Linked DNA regions of Gossypium hirsutum: region 2 is linked to region 1. A link is a contact called in public Hi-C data. All regions are on one chromosome and are shown on one strand. The core of a region is the stretch at or near the end of the contact, and the rest is flanking DNA. Distances in the headings are between cores, read along the strand shown. Region 1 overlaps LOC107938848 (protein ENHANCED DISEASE RESISTANCE 2). Region 2 has its middle 18 kb from the start of LOC121218516.

Evidence for each region. Hi-C and Micro-C count contacts between places; a contact is called where the count stands out from the background.
Region 2: a contact with region 1 is called in a Hi-C map of callus, with 1.5 times the contacts expected there. The contact joins two enhancer-like sites. A contact is called at or near these places in 3 of 34 Hi-C or Micro-C datasets (callus and leaf).

The regions. Positions count from the first base shown.
Region 1 is chrA03:113,344,476-113,349,549 of Gossypium_hirsutum_v2.1, reverse strand. It overlaps LOC107938848 (protein ENHANCED DISEASE RESISTANCE 2), which reads right to left. Exons shown (of 5, transcript XM_041103557.1): 2 at 4,737-4,784; 3 at 4,059-4,202; 4 at 3,872-3,967; 5 at 2,980-3,574. The coding sequence ends at 3,527. Among protein-coding and RNA genes, the nearest start is that of LOC107938848, 3.2 kb to the right of the region's middle. Within about 2 kb of position 1,974, at least 1 of the 9 cell types and tissues checked has an H3K27ac peak or open chromatin away from gene starts, as enhancers often do.
Region 2 is chrA03:113,379,278-113,384,802 of Gossypium_hirsutum_v2.1, reverse strand. No RefSeq gene overlaps it. Among protein-coding and RNA genes, the nearest start is that of LOC121218516, 18 kb to the left of the region's middle. Within about 2 kb of position 3,347, at least 3 of the 9 cell types and tissues checked have an H3K27ac peak or open chromatin away from gene starts, as enhancers often do.

The sequences.
Region 1 (5,074 bases), core at 725-3,224:
TAAGAATCCAGGCATAACCTCGCATACTATGCATGCATGCATGCATTAATAGATATAGATGGCATAATATATATATATCTTGCTATTCATCTATCATGTTTGCACTTCAAACCCGAACTTTGTTTTAGAGAGCCTCTCAATGTGGATGGTGCCACCGGCAACAACTTGATTGCGGAATTTCCTCCAATCATTACCTGAAAACACCATTCTGTTTCCGAATTTGGAATACTTGAACTTAAACGACCCAATATGGCCACACTCGGCCTCCAGGCGACCTTCACCTTCGGGCAACTCTTCGAATGGATTGGAACTCTCTGTGCATGTAACTGTGAGTTTCTTTTCATGAACTTCATCAACTGAAAAACGAACCATTGTTGAGGCTTTGATTTGGATACTAAGAGAATTTGAAATATTTATTTATTTTTTTTTTGTGCAAAATGAAGATGATGAAACAATATGAAGAACCCTTGCTATATATAGAGTTTGGGATCCATAAACTTTTGACCTAAATGATAAATAATTAATAAAATGTTTTGTTTATTTCTTAGACAGAAAAGATTAATTTAGTTCGCACGATGTTGTGCTACCACTCTGCTGTTAATTGGACCGACCGTCATTTGTCATCATTTTAGGTTAAAACTGCACGAGGTTAATATTGTCTTAGAATGTTGCGAAATGGTTGGTGGATAAGATGAAAGAAAAAACCAGAATGAAGTATTGGTTTGTGTTTTCGTAAGACCCGGCAAGTTTGAGGATGTGTTTAGCTTATTGCGCCATAGGCTAAAAATGTAGACAACTAGAAAGAGATGCATGGCGGTACGAAAATGAATGATTGGCAGCCGATCTCCAGCATCTTTGGACTTGATTGAATCTTTCCAAATTCAGACTCAAATTTTATTTTATATTTTTTAATTAATTTTATTTCAAACATAGGGCGAATAGCTTGCTATTCTGATGTGATGTTACTCATCATTTTAATACTTTAGTTGATGATTCAGTGAGTTACAATCAAATAAATAAATGAAAATTCATAATATAAATAGAAACATTCCGTCATCATTATAACCTTGCGATAAAAAAATATATATATATGATATATCGTGAGCTGAGGCTTAAATCTTTCGATAGTCTTATGAAGTTGAATGCTTTCATGCATAAACCTTTCAGGGTATTATATTATCTTCATCGTCTTTCTCCGCCATTATGATGAAACCTCTATACCTTGATTTATGGTTTTCGTGCAAGAATGACACCAAATACCTCTACCATTTCTACTCTCCAACTATATTATTTAGTCCTTACAAGACTCCATATAGTTTGGTTGCACTTTATTATCATAGCCACCAAGTAGAGGCTTGATTGATATCATTCTTGCAACCCCATATATAACTTAAATTTAAAAAAATTAAGTACCCCCATACATAACTTACAAGACATGGATAGCAACCTAACTTCCTTATATCTATTAATTCATGTTTGAAATTAATATTTTATGTTTAGAATGGATAAGTATCATACTTAATTATTTATGAATTGTGTCTCAATATCAATTTAATTCACAAACATTGAGGCCCGACACAAGTTTAGATCGCAAGATATCGTGCTACCACTTCGTTTCATATTGGTGACGTACCCTTTGAAAATTGTATTAATTGGAGCGACTGCCACTTATCATCATTTTGGTTTAACTTTAAATTTGTGGGTGGTTAATTGCTTTATAGTGGATAAAGAAAATAACTGAATAAAGTTGGTTTGTGTTTCCGTAACACCAAACATGCTTGGAATTATGAATGTATGTACGTGGGTTATGGCCGTTAACTAGTTTTTAATCAATTTATTTATTTATTTATTATTAATCTATTTGTTAAGTGACAAAAAGCCACTTTATCGAATTTTATGAGAGGGTCAGCAAAGGGGCATAAGGGAAAATGTCAGCATGATGTTAGCTGTCTCACGTAATAGGTTTTGTCGTGACCCAATGATTGGCTGACTTTATGTAAAACACTTTAAAAGTGCTTTTGCGGCTATGCATGTGAAATTAATATTGGCATGGACTTAAAAATAATATATTATAAAAGGGATGAATTTCAGGGTGCGTTTGGTTCGCTGTATTGGATTAGAGGTGTATTGGATTAGAGGTGTATTGGGATTAGAGGTGTATTGGATTAGAGGTGTAATAGCTAATCCACTGTTTGGTTGAATGTAATGGAATAGAGGCGTAATAGTAATCTTGTGTTTGGTTGAATGGAATAGAGGTGTAATAGCATAATGGAAAAAACTAAAATGACTAGAATACCCTTAGCATAAAATTGTTTTGGTAAATGATTATTGTTATTGTTATTTAAATTTTAATAAGATTATTATTATCAGTAATAAATAATTTAATCATATTTTAACATAATTATTATTAAATATATTTTAATTAAAATATATAATTTATAATAAAATTCTTAATAATCAATATTCTTATATGAATTTACTCAAATCATAATATATGATACTATAAAATATAATTTGAAATAATTAATATTAAATATATTTTAATTAAAATATATGATTTAATAAAATTCTTAATATTAAATATTCTTATATGAATTTTTTAAAATCATAATATATAATACTATAAAATATAATTTAACATAATTATTATTAAATATAAGTTAATAAAAATATATAATTTATCATCATACTATAGATAAATATTGAAATTTGTCACTATACTTTATTTTATTTATATTTTCCGTTATTTTTTAAAAAATGAGTAAATTTGTAACTTAATTTTTATGTTATTGAATTTTACCACTAAAATTTAAATTTTATTAATTTTGCCACTAACTCTTAATTTTAGTTAAACTCTTATTTTAAATTTATATTGAATTTTTATTTTTTTAAATTACAAATATCTTCATTTAACTTAACGAGTAAATATAATTCTTGACTTTCCTTTCTCATCATCTAAACAAAAGCACAATAAACAAATTGTCAAAAAGAAACCCAAATCCAATAGTTGGGAGATTCAAAAGCTTTCTCCAATAATGTGTTTCTTCTATAAGAAACAATGCTTATAAGCAGCTTGTCAAAGCTCAAAATCTATTTAGTCCTATGTCATACATCCAATGTCATTTGTATATATGCTCCCTCACATCAGCAGAAAACACAAGACTCAATATGAAGCATACATGAGAAGAAAACAGTTGGATTGAGTTAATGAAGTACATGCATCTTATGTGTTTTTCTTTCTCAGGGAAAACCTTTCGAGAAAAAAGAAAGTAGAAAAGGAATTAAAAAAATGTTGGTGAAACATTTGAGGAACATGCAAACAAGGTATCCTACAGCTAGTAGTGGTGATGAAATACTCTGCAACAAAATCAGCGCATCTTATAAAATTGAACTCTCGAAACCACACAACGTCGTCCGCTCAATGAATATTTAACCATTATATCAACGTCTCGGGGATTCTTCTTGTTTGGTGCAACAGTCATGCTCCCAATTATTGTCTCCCCTTCACAGATGGTTAACACATCCTCTAGATATAGGACTGTTTGCTTCCAATGGGTAGCTCGCGATCTTGGTCCTGCATTTTGTATTTGCCATTAGCCAAGGCAAAGTTCTTCTAGGCTGGCTTGCTGATTTCTATTCGTAGATAAAATGGAAAGGACAAAGGATGGAGAATTTTGATGTAGATACAAACCTGTAGAGAAACCCATCAATTTGTGGCATTTGGTAAACGAAACATCAAAATATGCAACGAAAGCATGGATGTAATCATCACGCTCTGCAATATAGAGATATCAAAAGACTTTATAGATCCTGATACTATGTAGGCCTCAAGACCGAGGCAAGGAAAATAGCAAAACCACAAGTGCATTACCTCCAGAAAATTGTCTTGCCTGAAGTATTTGCATGTAACAGCTTTCCCAAGTAGGCAAGCTTTTGTTCCAACTGCACGCTTGACCATCCAATACCCCTTTGAACATTTAGAAACAACTGAGCTTTTCACTGGCATTAGAGTAATAGATAACAACTAGGTGAGATGTTTACAATATACAATTTCATACCTCAACAATGCTTGGTATCAGTTTAAATCTTGCATCACGAAATTGATCCGTTCCATCTGCAAACTTTTCCAGTAAAGAATCTTTCCTCACTGGCCTTTCAGCAGCATAGTAGAGGACCAAACTATAGTTTGGTTTCGCAGGAATCTGGAAAAAAGAAACCAAAACATATATCCTCTTTGAAAAACCAAGGTAAAATTTGTTGCAACCTAAAAATTAATTCCACAAAAATTCTCCCCATGCTACAAATATTCCCATTGTATCCTCCAAAGTCGGTATGTTTGGGAGAAAAGTGGAAACTAGAAGTGAATCTGAAGGTCAGAGCATGATCTGCATTGACCATCCAGAACAATAAAATTTGTTAAAAATTTTCAACTTTAATCTTCGTATCATCCACTTAATTACATGGCTATTTCAGGATTAGAATTTCTTCATATGAAAACATCATTTTGTGTTCAGAAATATGGCTTAAGTGTCATTACCAATAATGATCCCAAACCTATTTGTCTTAAGCAAACAACTTTGAGCTTTTAATAGTTAGTTTTCTGCAGGACTAAGCTTTTAAAATAGAAATCATTTTTCATAACCATCTTATGCAATTGTAAAAATTTCCAATGTATTGACAGTTTTGTTTAAATAAATATGCAGATAAAGGAGGTAAAAATGTATCCACATGCGTACCTCGAGATTAATCACAAGGATAAATGGAAGATTTTTTCCGGCATCAGACTGAAAATGAAAATAGCAGTTAGGTCATAATTCATAAAAATGTTTTTCCATCAAGCAAAATCATTCACGATGCCTCCAATATTCTCGAATCAGCCTTTTCCAACAGTGAAGGAACATTTTTGTTCAGTGTGATAGAGAATATGATGTGCTATTTGTCTGCAACATTAGGAGTACATAGATGCAAGAATAGATAGTGTGGCTGTCCCAAAACAAATGATAAAGTCCCTAGCAGCTTGTAGGAGTAGCAAACCATTTGCTAAATTGTCCTATGTAGAAACAGTCCATTCTCG
Region 2 (5,525 bases), core at 2,098-4,597, 34 kb before region 1:
ACGATGTCGCGCTACTACTCTGCTGACAAAATATTTATACATTCAATGTCTTGTTAAATGATAAAATAGTTTTTTATGAACAACAAAATCACACTTTACTTAATTTTATTACAAGGGTTGCGTGGCGGCACGTAAAAGAATGTCGACAAGTAGAAAGAGATGATGCATGGCGGTACGTAAAAGAATGATAGGCAGCGATCCCGCGATCCCGCGATCCCCCAATCCCAGCATCTCTCTATATCAATTCTAGTAACTACGTATCACTCATATCCAACTCCAACTTAATTTATTTATATTTTTTAATTAAACCAGATGAACATAACTATTTATGTTCACTTAGGATCCCGCCAAACATTCGACCAAGTTTTTGAACTAATTATTTATGGCCACGTATATAGACTCTTGGACGAAAGTCTAGCGATCCGTATTTTTAGTGCGAAACAATATAATTATTATTCTTTAACAATATATATTATTGAAAAGATAAACATAATTAAATAATTATGTATGAAGATAGCGAGAAAATTTATATGTTATGAAATTTAATTCGACCACTTCTTCCAAAGTTTCAACTTTCTCTTTCAATTTAAAATATATACAGCACTTTTTCATTTTTATGAAATTGATTAATGTGTGTTTATAGACATCACTAAACAGTTGTCTTTGAAAAATATTTAATACATTTAATGTCTACATTTGCATACGTTTTTTTAAATTATATCATTTTATATTGTGGCAGTAAACATTGATTATTACTTGTCATTTCTTTAAACAAAAAATGAAATAAAATCCAGATAGTAAGACTAAAGAATTATTAATTTAATTATGTGGCGAGGGGAAATATCTCAGGATTTCCTTGCGATAATGATACCGTGATGTTACTTGCGCGCACTCTCACCTTCTACCTTTTGACCTGCAAACGGATTCATTGGCAGCCGACACCAACCCCAACATCTCATTCATTTTGCCTTTTTAAACTAAACATTTCATAGTATTTTGCCCCTCTCACTTTCATGCCCTGGATTCTCGATTTTTGGTGCAATTAGTAGTAAATTAATTCATACGAGAATAATTTTACATATAATAAAATATATTTATGGGTAAAATTACAACACACTAATATTTGAAACGGTATACAATAAAACTAAAGATACATATAAAATAGTTTCAAATTTCACCAGCACACCATAACCAACATAACTACAGATCAACAAACTGAAATACACGAGGTTCATTTCACCTCAATTTCTAACCCTAATGGTGTAGACCTGCTCATCTTCTTCCCAATAAAGAGTGACCATAGCATTAACCTTAGACTTGGCAAAACTCCTCCACTCAGGACCACCGATGGAGAAGAAATTGCCTCCTTCACTCTTGCAGTTGAATTTCCATGATCTTCCATTTTCATCTCTCACAGGCAGATCATTCGAACCCCTAGGGAGTGCGCCGCCATTATGATGAAACCTCAACTTTTCTTTCTTTATTTTGTCAAGTACCACTTTGAATATCTCTGTCATTTCAGCTCTCTGATTGTTAGACTTTACGAGATCGTAATTTGGTTGCACTCTATCAAGCTCTCTGTTTGTGAAGTTAGTCCCTCCAGGCTTAAGCTTATATATAGCTAAGAAATCAGCGTTTCTTGCTCGATCAAACAAAGAAAAAAAAAATAAATATGATATATGTGGAGAGAGAAGGATTAGTTATTGGAAGAGTCGAATGTTCTTACATAATCTGTCGGGCCTATATGTTTTCTTAAATCGCTATCTTAGCTATCGCAAGATAACTTGAAGTGCAACCTCAAAGACCTCACGTCATGCATGCATGATAAAATATGGTAGAAGATTGCGCTACTACTACTTCTATTTTGTAGTTAAAAGAACATGAGATTTTTTAAACTTGTTCCACAAGAATGGTTTTATAGTATTTGCTCTGTGCTGTTCTAGTGCATACTGTATAATATAAGAGCAACATGTCGTTTTCTTCCCAAAAATCGGTAAATCTAAGCAATTAATTGTATCTTCATGTTTGTACGCGAGATGGCCGTCGATCCAACTAAAATTTACGAATATTTTGTGCTTAAGCCTTGCGCGACTTACCCTTTGGAAATATAATAGTATAGTTTATAAATATATTGGACACCAGCCTTTTATCATCATTTAGGTTAAAACAAACACCGAAGTAAGTTGTTTTTTTATTAGGTTGGAAAATTATTAGTTGTGGTCATAAGAAAAGGAAAATAACAGGAGAATTATTAGTTGTGGTCTAGAACTGCTGCTAAAGCATCTAAGATTTATTTATTTTGTGTTTATATAGACACTAGTAAACCATGACATGTTTATTATTCTAAAAATATATATTTATAAATTTAATTTGTACGTACTTTTTGTTAAAAGAGGGAAATATTTTGATTTATTGATTAACAGAAAAGAAAAACAACAAAAATATATTTTATTGAATTTGATAAGAAGAAAAATTGAATGTGCGAGCATAGGCGAAGTCAGAATAAATTTTTAGGGGGCCGAATGAAATTTTAAATTTTTTTATAGTCTATATATTTATAATTTTTAATGGATTAAATTAAATTTTAATTATTTTAGGGGGTCAAAGTATAATTTTATATTTACTAATTGAAAATTTTAAGGGTTTAAATATAAATTTTTTATTTTAGGGGAGCCAAGACCACTGCCAGCACCCCTGTATCCGACTCCATGTGCGAGGAAGAATATATATTTATATAATAAGCTGAGTAAAAATAAAATAATATTAATACACATCCTCTTTGAATTGATGATTAGAAGGGTTGTACCTAAACATAATTATTGGATAAAAACACACACAGCATAGCCAAAGAATTACTTAGGAATGGCAAAGGACACGTCTAAAGCTAAAGGGTTTCGTAAACAGTAGGGGTTCATTTGAGGTCACTATCTAACCCAAATGCTGTAGACGTGAACAGCTTTGTTCGTAAGATGTAGTGCTACCACTGTACCACCCTTTGAAAACTGTAATCATTCTACTGTTTATTGATTGGACCGACAGCCATTTATCATCGTTTTAGGTTAAAACTGCGCGAGGTTGTTTTATTATTATTATTATTATGATGATGGAAAGGGCTTAGTGATCATGAGATAAAAGAAAATAACACAAGAAAGTTGGTTCAAGTTATGCTTAAGACAAGGACTTCTAGTACAGCTGCTAAAGCACTATTATATTATGAATCGCGAGTATCTAAGGATGAGGAAAATTGAGGGACGTATTTTGCTTGCGACACTTTGATTAGTCACGTGGTGTTTTTGAGTTTGGTGACGTAGGTTTTGTCCTAACTCTAAATAGGACTAAGAGTTGACTTAATTTTTATGTTCAAAACTAGAAAATTGCGTGCGGTAAGTAAATGAAGAATTGGCAGCCGACCCAGCATATCTGGACTTAATGGCGGCTCTAAATAAATAAAGTACAATAATTATGCATTATCCATATCTAAGTAAACTATATTTTATATTTATTAATTAAACCAGATAATCATATGTACTTTTTTTAATTTATTTTTTATTCTTTGATTATTTTTATAAGTGAAGAAAGTTATGTTTAAGATGAGGGTTTTTTATCCCAATATTATATAAAAAAAATTATACACTAAAATGCATTGTCAGCCAGATTAATTACGAAAATGGTATACTTTTTGGGGTCGTGCCTACCTGACAGGCACAACCCATTATTTTATTATTAATTTTTTTTTGTTTTAAAAAATTATTATTATATTATTTTTAATATTTATATTAATATATGAATAAAAATACGGGTTTTACACGGATAAAAAATACTTGAAACTGATCGAGCCTGTCAGGTAGGCACGACTAATCGTGCCTAACAGGCAAGCAGAACACCCTTTTCTTTCTTTGCATTTTACAAAAAATTAGTCTTATATCACTTTTGGTCCCTCTACTAGGCCTAAAATTAAAATTCAATCTTTATACTTGAATTTCTACAATAATATTTGGTCCTATTTTTTTATAATTTTTTTCCCAAATAATTAATATTGTTAATTACTTTGTTAAAGTTTTTGATGTGTTTTTTTAACCAAAATATTAGTTTAACAAAACAATGATATGTTAAGCTGTAATAAGTTTTAAAATAATAAAATTTCTAACAAAAATGTATTCCAACTTAACATATCATTGTTTTGTTAAACTAATATTTTGTTTAAAAAAACACGTCAAAAATTTTATCAGAGTAATTAACAAAAATTTTAATACAATTTTGTTAGAAATTTTATTATTTAAAACTTATTCCAACTTAACATATCATTGTTTTGTTAAACTAATAAAAAATTTTATAGAGTAATTAACAAAAATTTTAATACAATTTTGTTAGAAATTTTATTATTTAAAACTTATTCTAACTTAACATATCATTGTTTTGTTAAACTAATATTTTGTTTAAAAAAATACGTCAAAAATTTTATCAGAGTAATTAATAATATTAATTATTTGGAAAAAAATATAAAAAATAGAACCAAATATTGTTGTAGAAATTCAAGTATAAAGATTGAATTTTAATTTTAGGCCTAGTAGAGGGACCAAAAGTGATATAAGACCAATTTTTTGTAAAATGCAAAGAAAGAAAAGGGAAATGTGCAGGGTGTTGTGCCTGCCTGTCAGTCACGATTAGTTGTGCCTACCTGACAGGCTCGACCCGTTTAGGATATTTTTTATCCGTGTAAAACTCGTATTTTTATCTATATATTAATATAAATATTAAAAATAATATAATAATAATTTTTTAAAACAAAAAAAAGTTAATAATAAAATAATGAGTTGTGACTGTCAGGTAGGCACGACCCAAAAAAGTAAACTATTTTCGTAATTAATCTGGCTGACAACCTATTTTGGTGTATAATTTTTTTTATAATATTAGGTAAAAAAATCTTTAAGATGATTATTTTTATATTTTATTGATGAACTGGACAAAAAACAAGAAAACACTTTTTATTGAATTTTATTAAAAGGTTCTGCAAAATTGGCGGCGCGAGGGAAAATATATCTAACGTGCGCATTTTGTTCGCGACACTTGGCTTAGTATTCATGATGTTTTTTGAGTGTCGTTTCATGGATTTTGTCGTGATCTATTTTTCTTTTCAAAAATAGAAATTTGCATGCAGTATGTAAAAGAACAGACTATATATCCATATCCGAGTCAAATTTATTTTATATTTAGTAATTAAATTAATAATCATATACTTTTTTTAATTTAATTCATTAATTTTTTTATTCATTGATTATAAATATATGATGAATAAAATCACATTTATTTGTAATTCGATAAATTTAATTGAACAAAAAATAAATTTTATTGATTTGAAAAAGAAAAACCATGAATAGGGATATAAAAAAGATTACCAATATATAAAGAAGTAACCTCAAAAATCAGAATTTGATTTCAATATTTTAGAAAAAAAATGATGAGAAATTAATTCAGATGGTAAATACGTTAATTTAAATATTGATTTTCAAGTTTAAGATGAAATT